Linked DNA regions of Zea mays: region 2 is linked to region 1. The links are chromatin contacts, called in public Hi-C maps. All regions are on one chromosome and are shown on one strand. Each heading gives the region's core, a stretch centred on a gene start, on an enhancer-like site or on the middle of the called end of the contact. The rest is flanking DNA. Distances are from core to core; before and after follow the strand shown. Region 1 holds the start of LOC103649954 (protein TPR1). Region 2 has its middle 21 kb from the start of LOC103651876.

Region 1 (4,686 bases), core at 1,250-3,749:
TCAATAAGTTTTTTTAGCTCAACCAGCATAATACTTCGAGCTGATTTAGTATCCCCATACTTAGACAACTGTTCATTTTCCCTGCAAGCAACATTATTTGATAGTTTTGAGCTACAAATTGAAAACAGAAGCAGCAGGCTAAGGAATTATAATACTTGGAATAAAACACTGTAGGATAGTAATAAATATATTGTTAAGCAACTAACAAATTTCATTTTAAAAAATAATTTTTACAGGAAAATACAGCATAACATAAAAGCTACCAAATGAATATCTTAAACAAACCTCTATCATTTGCAATAAGCATCTGGCAGCTAACGAGTTATGCCGTTGCCGGCTTGCAGGCCTACTCAGCTAATGTATGTGTACCAGCTGCTTGCCATGGCTTCCTAATAGTTCATGATCTATTAGTAAATGTCCTATTTCATTGTCAGTGAAGATATATTAATTGCATTGCACCAAACAGGAGAGTCGTTTTCAATGTTTATCTTAAAGATCTAAGGGGTAACAAGGCTCTAAGAAATATTTATTTTAATGGTTTCTCAGCAATCTGATGCCATGGATTTAGAAAGCAAAAGGAACAAACCTAAAATTCTCAAGAGTGAGAAGTTGTGTTATCTCCTTATACAACTCCTCATTGAATGTCGAGAAGACTTTAAGATCCTTGACAAGAATATCTACAGCCTTTGCTCTATCATGCCTGTTTGGAACATAGAAAAAAGAAAAAAAGTCAGTACAATTTTACAATTCCCCAAACAATGGCACGAAATTCGAAAACCCAGCTCCTCATTCAAATGAAGTTTGAAATATGAAAGAACAGTACCTATCAAGCGCTTCCAAATACTTCTGCTTCCTGATCTCAAAGAAGATCTTCATCGAATACCTATTGTCATCTACCTTGGTGAATCCTGACAAGTATCTCTCCACCTCATCCCACTCCCCAGCATGGACCTTCTCCTCGAAGTACTTCATATTGAAGAAGAACCCTGACTCTTGCTCAAGCCTACAACACAATGTGAAGTAGGGAATTATTACATGTAGTAGAATATCAGCCCACAGGCAATTCCATTTCTGGGATAAAAGAACGTGGTACAACATCAGTTGTCAAATTTTCTCATCAATCAACAGAATGGGTACACTAAAGAGCTCATAACTCCAATGGTCAAAACTGAAAAATATCGAGTAACCACTTAAACCAGCCAACCACAATGCAAGATTTGAGCTTGGAAGTGATCCTAAACGACCAACCAAGTTCATGGCATTTATTGTGAAAAAGATCAGAAGCCACAAAGTACAGTTCTGACTAACCAACCGTGTGTTTTCTTCGATGCAAAAATTTGGAGCAAGCAGAGCAGAGTGCAGAACACATTGAAAACAGAACGTCCTACAAGTTCCAATTGCCTGGTTGAAATGACGTAATCCAGCAACATTACCGTCTAGTGCGTCGTTTACTGATTATTACCCGCAGGACACGACAAGGGGACCAAAGCGCCAGTACACCAAACAGAGTATTGATTTATAAAACTAATAACACGAGATTCATTTGTTCGACGAAATTAAGTGAACCGACAGAGAAGAGGAAGCCCAGTGGACACAAGAACCAGCGATGGGTGTAGTGACCCGCACATGCAAGCTCTATATTCCAAATGCGCCCCTGAATTTTTCCGGAATATAAAAAAAGTTGAGACCTTGAAAATCGATTTTTGGCCTGATTAAATAAAAACATCGACTGTCACGGAGAAAAGCACGAGGGGGGATAAAATGTCTTTTGACCTAAATAGCCCCCAAACTTCCATGTTATTACACGGTTCCTAACAAATCGAACGAAGCTTGAAAAAACTTATTTTTTCCAGCAGCAACTCGTCGAATCCCAGAAAGGAAAAGAAACGACTTAAAAAAAAACAGAGCCGCGTCTGGCCGGATTCATGAGAAAAAAAAAAAGCGGAAACAGGCTGCGCGACAAATCAAATCCCCTAGAGCGTAGAGGAGCCTGATCTCCAACCACTCACCAACCCAAGGTAACCACCGGCCGCGCAAAGAGAGGGGAGGGTGTACGCACTTGTGCACGGTCTCCTTGAACTTCTCCTCGTCGAGGAACTGCAGGATGAGGAAGACGAGCTCGCGGCTGAGCGACGACATGGCAGCGGCGGCGGTAAGCCGGCCAGTGGTCGATCCGCGCGCCCCGGAGCTTGTCTGGCGCCCCCGGGTCCGGAGGGCGCGGTCCTGGTGGCTTGGCCGCTCAGGCGGGCGCGAATCCTAGGGTTCCGTCGTCGGCCCGTCTCTCGCGAAGCGAAGCGGAGGCGAGAGAGAAGCGGAGATGTGGAAGAGAAGGTTGGGGGAGAGAGAGAAGCTATGGTCTCGCTTTCTTCGATGCGTTGCAGACCTCTCGCCCTTTTCTCTCTCCCCACGCCACCCAGCACTGGCTTATCTGTGAGAAGCACATGTCCTTATTGATAAGTGGGTAAGCTTATTGATATCTGCACGTACTTATATGATAGGTCGAGTGCGGCGGAATCGAAAGGGCTGGGATTAAATCGGATGGATATTCGTGAGCTGGCGTCCGGTTGTGAGGGCGACGTGCGCGCGAGACATCGCCTCGCGAGACAGGGGAAGGGCGGTGCTGGGGCTGCCGAGACGAGACGACACGAGACTGGCTTGCGTTTCCATGCGTGGTTGGTTGCGGACTGCAGGAAGGCAGTTTACATCCATCGCGCGTCTTCTCGGATCAGCAGCGTGCCAGTGGGAAAACAGTGGCGCACGGCACCGACTGAAGGAGATGAGGGCAGGTACATCCTAGAGACACTACAACGATTTTCTAATACAACACGATGCTAAGTGACTATACCATAGTTTTAAACCTCTGGATCATAAATATAATTAAAAGACAATAAATATAAAAAAATTGTGAAGATACGTGAAGAGTTTGCCTCTTTATTTTTTTACTTAAGTCTCTAAAGACTCTTTAAAAAGCATCTAATAAAATTGTACATGTCCTAACTAAGTGCAGGTTCACGTGCCCTGGGATCAATAGGCAGTTGTCTGTGTGTGCGGTATAATTGTCCATGTTGTGATGTAAAGACTTTTTTCTCTATAAGTTGATATGTTTAAGTTTACTATAAATATTTACTATAAAAATATCTTAGTACTTATTATATATTATAAATATTACTCTCTTATTCTTCTTTATAGAGGTTTTGTCTTTTAACATATACGACTTATATATATATATATATATATATATATATATATATATATATATATATATAGACGTATTTTTGTAACCAGGTGCATAGTAACTATAAAATCCAAAATAATCCATATTTTAACAACCTTCTTGTTGGAGACTTGTTCTCAAATGCTATGAGTTAAAAACAAGGCAACACAAAAAATGTTAAACGTTAAAGTCCTTCGTCCTTCGAAGCATTATTTCCCTTGGGACATAATGATTTTCGGACGAAGGTTATGAAGGACATACCTTCATAAGCACAAGATATAATAATAAAGAAGAAATCATATGAAGTGTAAGAGATAACATAAACAATTATGTATTGTTATCAACTCATTTCTATTTTATTATTATGGAAAAATGGAAATGATATCAAATTACAAATGTACCTTCGGCTTGAAAGAAGGTAAGAGTACAAGTGTGACGCAAAAGCAAATGTCAAGTCAGCGTGAACAGTACGGGAGCACTGTTCATCTATTTATAGGCATGGGACGCAGCCCATGTAAAACTACACCCATGTCCTTTACATTTACTAATGACTCTATAGTAACCTATCGAGGTCTGAATAGCCTTTTCCTTTTTAAGTCGGTTTCCTTTTCTGCTATAGTGCCGAAGCTCTCCTGCACATGGCTTCGGCTCTACGCCAACCTTCATGTTCTTTGTGCTTCTTCATACTGTGGATCTGATCCGAGTCCGAAGATACCTGTTCATGTATTATACTCCAAGAACATTGTTAAATCATGTTTTTGAGGACCTTCGGAAGCCGAAGGCCCCCAACAGTAGCCCCTCGCAATATTAATTTGTTAGAATGATAAATTCAGATTGCGATATGGACGAAGGCCCTAAGTCGAAGGTCCGAAAAACACCTTCCCTTTGCTAGAATAGCAACAGTCAATGACAAGTGGGGCCCTCCAGCTTGCAACGCACTAGGCGTATAAATAAGAGCACACCACGAGCTCATTTGGCACGCTTTTTGCCATCTGCTCTGCTTGCTCAATTTTTAGCTCTTGCCTACCAACGCTTGCTTGGCTTTTTAGATTTTCTAAGCTTCAGCTTTAAGAGCGCTTTTTCACCATTTCCGAAGAGAAGATGTCTCAAGATAAGAAAGTTATTGCTGAAACGAAGCTGAGCGAAGATGAGAAGCTTCTTAAGGAAAAAACCGCTGGATTCATCGAGTCAATTGCAAAGACCAACACAGAAAAGATTACAAAAGAAATTCTAGAAGGCTTATCTGAAGATACCGATGACAGCGATAGTTATGATGTGGAAAGTGGGGGCGAAGACTCCGAAGATCGGCAGTGGCGACCAAGTCACGCAGTCTTCGGAAAATCGACTATCAGGCAAAGTCATCTTGATAACATGAGCGGAAGATATTTTCGAGACATATCCATCGTGAGGGCTGACAACGGAGACATGACTGACCCTGTTCCTGAAGAGAATGAAGTCGTAATCTACCGAAG
Region 2 (4,686 bases), core at 1,040-3,539, 51 kb after region 1:
GACCCAGAGGCTGAAGCCAAGGGAGCCTAGGCCTGAGAGCACTAGTCGCCTACAGGACCCTCAACACGATGGGCCGCATCGAGACCTAGGCTACGTTGGCCAGGGGTCGGCACGACATAGAGACGTCAATGATGGCGCCGATGCTCTTCGGCACCCACGTCGCCCGCCATAAAGAGTGACCAGGGAAGCGTAGATGATCGAGGCACATACGGACAAAAACAACTTTACCAAGGTCGAACACCCTAGTGTACCACAACAGAGTAGCTCCTTCATTGGGAAGCTACCGGTATTTGACCCCCACCTTGGCCTATAAAAGGAGGAGGTCGCCAAAACATAGAGGACGAAGGGGACACGAATACATACATGCACACGGACGACGAGATCAGAAGACCCAGAGGCCGAAGCCAAGGTAGCCTAGGCCTGAGAGCACTAGTCGCCTACAGGACCCTCAACACGATGGGCCGCACCGAGACCTAGGCTACGACGGCCAGGGGTCGGCGCGACATAGAGACGTCAATGATGGCGCCGATGCTCTTCGGCACCCACGTCGCCCGCCATAAAGAGCAACCAGGGAAGCCTAGACGACTGAGGCACATACGGACAAACATAACTTTACCAAGTTCGAACACCCCAGTGTACCACAACAGAGTAGCTCCTTCCTTGGGAAGCTACCGGTATTCGACTCCCACCTTGGCCTAGAAACAGGAGGAGGTCGCCAAAACATAGAAGACGAAGGGGACACACATACATACATGCACAAGGATGACGAGACCAGAAGACCCAGAGGCCGAAGCCAAGGAGCGAGCCACCATGACGTCTAAGGCTTGGCATAGAGCACCATTCCCGTAGACTTTAGGTCTAGCCACACATAAGAGACTTGGGAGCTCCTCCTTCTCTCGCCCGCTTGTAACCCCTACTACAAACATTGAGCAACCAGGTGTCGGTAGCGCGATGTAGGGATGTTCTTCCTGAACCAGTATAAATATTGCACCCACTGAGCGCACCATTCAGACCACATAACACACACAAATTTACTTATCGGAACTGGCTCGAAACACCGACAAACCAACAGCTAATACATAATGTGTATCTCCATCTTTCGATGAGGTGTGCAACGCTTTGGGCTTGGAGCCTAGCAATTGCATGAAAATTGGAAATTAAAAATAAATATGTCATAATAAATCAATCGTAAGGTTTGTAGAGTCTTGCAAGTGGTATATGTTTCCCAAAAAATGCTTGGCAGGGCAGTTTCGCTATGCGAGCTGATAATTCGACACGTGTTAAGCACATTAGTTGGCATGCCAGTCAAAACATCGTGTGACCGTCATGTCACACTCCTTCGAATCGTGTGGTTTGTGCAACGCTTCGGGTTCGGGTTCCACACCCAACAATTGAGAGAGAGAAAAGACGACTTAGAGAGAGAGAAAAAAAAGTGGGCTTTAAGAACAAGACCTATCTTTAATACTTACAATAATTGTTATTCAGACATTGTGGCTTGACTAAACTTTATTCAGGATAATTAAACATCCCTTATGCATGTACAACTATGAGACGGTCGATCGGGTTTTCAAATAGAAGAGACAGTTGATAGATTGCATAATATAACTCTAAGCTCTTGTACTATTAATGTAGTTAAGAGACAATATGTATGAAAAATTGTGTAGAGACGGACTCTTCATAAACAGCTTGTTTAATATATTTTTTCAATTAATTTCTAAAGACCTGTTAAGAAAACTCATCATAGTATTAGATAAGGTGGTACATAGCATTACATAAGCCAGGCAAGCCGTAGATGTGTAGATGCTTCCTCGGCAAGTTGCGAGCTCGTGCGCGGGTGTGCCTGCCGGTGCAGCCCAGAATAAAAAGGCAACGCCCACATCTTTTTCCTGCGCTCGGCTGCTCCCATAAAAGCAGGGGTCGGCATGTGGAGCCTACAGAAAAGTCGCCAATCAAGAAAGGAAGCGTAAGCTACCCCCGAGTCCAACCCATCCCATCCCATCCCATCCCATCTCCTCGTCGTCCCTCTCATGCTGGCTGCGTCGCGTCTACCGAAAAAAAAAATAGAAGAACTCGCGCAACGCGAACGGCAAGCGAAGCGCGCGGTCGAGGCACGAAGCGCGCGACCCCCACCCCGCAGGCAGGAGAACCCGCGCGGCATCGCGTCCGCGTCTCGCCGTCCGCGGCGGGCAGACGCACGAGAAGGAGACGCGGGCCAGGGAGCGAGCGAGCGGGCGAGAGGGTGGAGACGAGATGAGAGAAGCGAGGCCGACAGCGATGGGTCTGTGGCGCCATCCCGGGGGGCCCGGGCCGGCCAGCCGTGTCGGCCTCTGCACAGAGGTGGTGCTGGATCTCTCTAGAAACCACGGGGCCGGGGACATCTCGCGGGACGCGCGCGCGAGCGGCGAGCTGGAACCGACGCGAGGACGTCTCGTCGTGCTATCCTCGGCGAGAGGAGGAAACAGGGACGAGATAGGCAGAGTGAGAGAGAGGGTCAATTACGTGTTTTGTGCTCTCGGGAAAAACCCATATTTGTTGAAATAAAATAAACTCGTTTCGGGTGGGGGTGGGGTGACCGGTGACGAAGTGGACGGGAGATGGAGGAGTGGTCGACACCCATGACACGACAGGAACGAAGCAGCAGCGCCCCTAAGCCAGTAGCAGGGGTCTGGCCTGGCCTGACCTGGCTAGAGTTGAACGGGCACGGCACACACGAGACACGACCAGGTCCGGGCCTGGCTGGCCACCGCACTTGAAGGGTGGTGAAAAGACCGTGAGAGAGAGAGAGAACGGTGCGTGAGAAAAAAAAAGAAGAAGCAGGAGGGAGGGCCACGGACGGGCGGACAACGGGTCACGCGCCTGAAGCGTAGAGATTCCCTTTTGGACGTCCGACAAGAGCTGCCGCGGGAGGGTACAGTCAGCTGCTGCGGTGAGCTTTGAGAGCGGGACATCAGCCCGCCGACCGGAGCCCTTGCTTTATTGCGCCACTTGCGGGGGCACATCTTAGGCGATACGTACTACTTCTAGCTTTTTTTTAAAAAAAAATTTAACCATCTTTTAAAATCATTCTTAAAAACAACGTGAGTAGTTTTGAAACTAGTCTATTTGACCGCTTTAACTTCTCTTACGCTGCCAAACAACATAGAGCCTGGTTTAGTTTTTTTTTCTGACGAGCTTTTCTGAGAATCTAGCGCGATGTGGCCATAAATGTGTGGTTCTACGGACGCCTAAACTACCACTATAGGAGGAGGTTAGCCAAATGCTGACACGTGTCGTGACTTTGCCCTCATAATAAATATCATATTAAAATTATCCTACACACTCACAAATTAACTCTGCATCGATGTTGATTAGAGTAAAAGGTGGCACAATAAAACATTTAGTTTACTCTATCAAAGTCCTCTGAAGCATTTAGTTGTTACCTAGGTATTTCGATGCTTTCATCAGACGACATAGCATCGGATACGTCTGGTGCATGTTGATTTGAAGTGTAAAGATTACATGCTCTTTGAGTTCCCAATCTGATATGGTATCCGATGCCACATCGAACATGTTATGTGAGCGTTAGAGCGATTTGTATAGATTTACACGCATGCTCTCTAATCCCGTGATATTCGGTGTTGCACCAGACACGTTCAGTGATCCATGTTCGACAATAACAATAAAAACCTTTTAGCCACAAGCAAGTAGGGGTATGCTAGAGTTCAAAACCTAAGAGAACTCACAAATCAAGGTTCGAGCATATGGATAATTGTTTTCCGCGCACTCCTATTCAAGGCTAAATCCTTGGGTATATATCATCCTTAGAAGGCTCATTTTACTGTCTCTTCTCATGTCAACTTCAGTCTCCCTCTTCCTCTCTTCCCATTGCCATCACACCTTAGGATCCCACTAACCACTATGCATTGGTGCCTCTGTAGGTCTCTATTGGACATATCCAAACTATCTCAACCGATGTTAGATAATCTTTTAATGAATTCGTGATACCCCTAGCCTATCACATATAATATCATTCTAGATTTGATCCCTTATTGTATGGCCACAAATCCAACACAACATATGCATTTTTGCAATACTTATTTGCTAAACATGTTGTCTTGTTATAGGCTAATATTCTCCACCATACAACATAGCAAGTCTAATTGTCGTCCTATAAAACTTATCTTTTAGTTTTTGTGGTATCCTCTTGCCATATAGAACACCAGATACTTGACACCACTTCATCCACACTGCTTTGATTATATGGCAACATCTACAACAATGTCCCTATCTCTCTATAACATCGATCCTAATTACCTAAAGGTGTCTGTTGGTGGTTCTTATGCTAATTAAATTTTACTTTGTAAGCGTACAAAGATAGATGTAGCCTTTCACCAGGAGTCTTCCAGGTATCGTATTTTCTACAAGGAAGCAACATGTTAGAGATAAATTGACTAACTCGATCAAACTTGAAATGAATTGGAGACATAATAAATATACACACTAGTATTTAGACGGGGTAAGTGCAATCCAAAGTTAGGAAAGCTAGGTATATGATGAAGAAATTGATAGGGACCATAGCATTAGTAACTAGGAAAAAGTTGTTTGGGAGGACACTGAGCAATATAAAGATCCAAAGTAAACTTATTGCATCTATGTACTTATTGTACAATACTTGCTTAACTAGCATAATATAGACTATACTTAACA

Evidence for each region. A called contact is a pair of places that touch in the nucleus more often than the background predicts.
Region 2: a Hi-C map of root tip shows a contact between it and region 1, with 6 times the contacts expected there. The contact joins the enhancer-like site here to the promoter of LOC103649954 in region 1. A contact is called at or near these places in 11 of 25 Hi-C or Micro-C datasets (bundle sheath, ear, endosperm and 4 more) and 2 of 3 datasets of contacts at active chromatin or transcription factors (leaf and seedling).

What each region holds. Positions count from the first base shown.
Region 1 is chr3:35,991,724-35,996,409 of Zm-B73-REFERENCE-NAM-5.0, forward strand. LOC103649954 (protein TPR1) reads right to left here and starts at 2,500. Exons shown (of 25, transcript XM_008675649.3): 1 at 2,060-2,500; 2 at 824-1,003; 3 at 587-700; 4 at 1-81. The coding sequence starts at 2,139.
Region 2 is chr3:36,042,757-36,047,442 of Zm-B73-REFERENCE-NAM-5.0, forward strand. No RefSeq gene overlaps it. Among protein-coding and RNA genes, the nearest start is that of LOC103651876, 21 kb to the right of the region's middle. Within about 2 kb of position 2,290, at least 18 of the 20 cell types and tissues checked have an H3K27ac peak or open chromatin away from gene starts, as enhancers often do. A contact at or near this core is called in bundle sheath, ear, endosperm and 5 more, where this site is marked.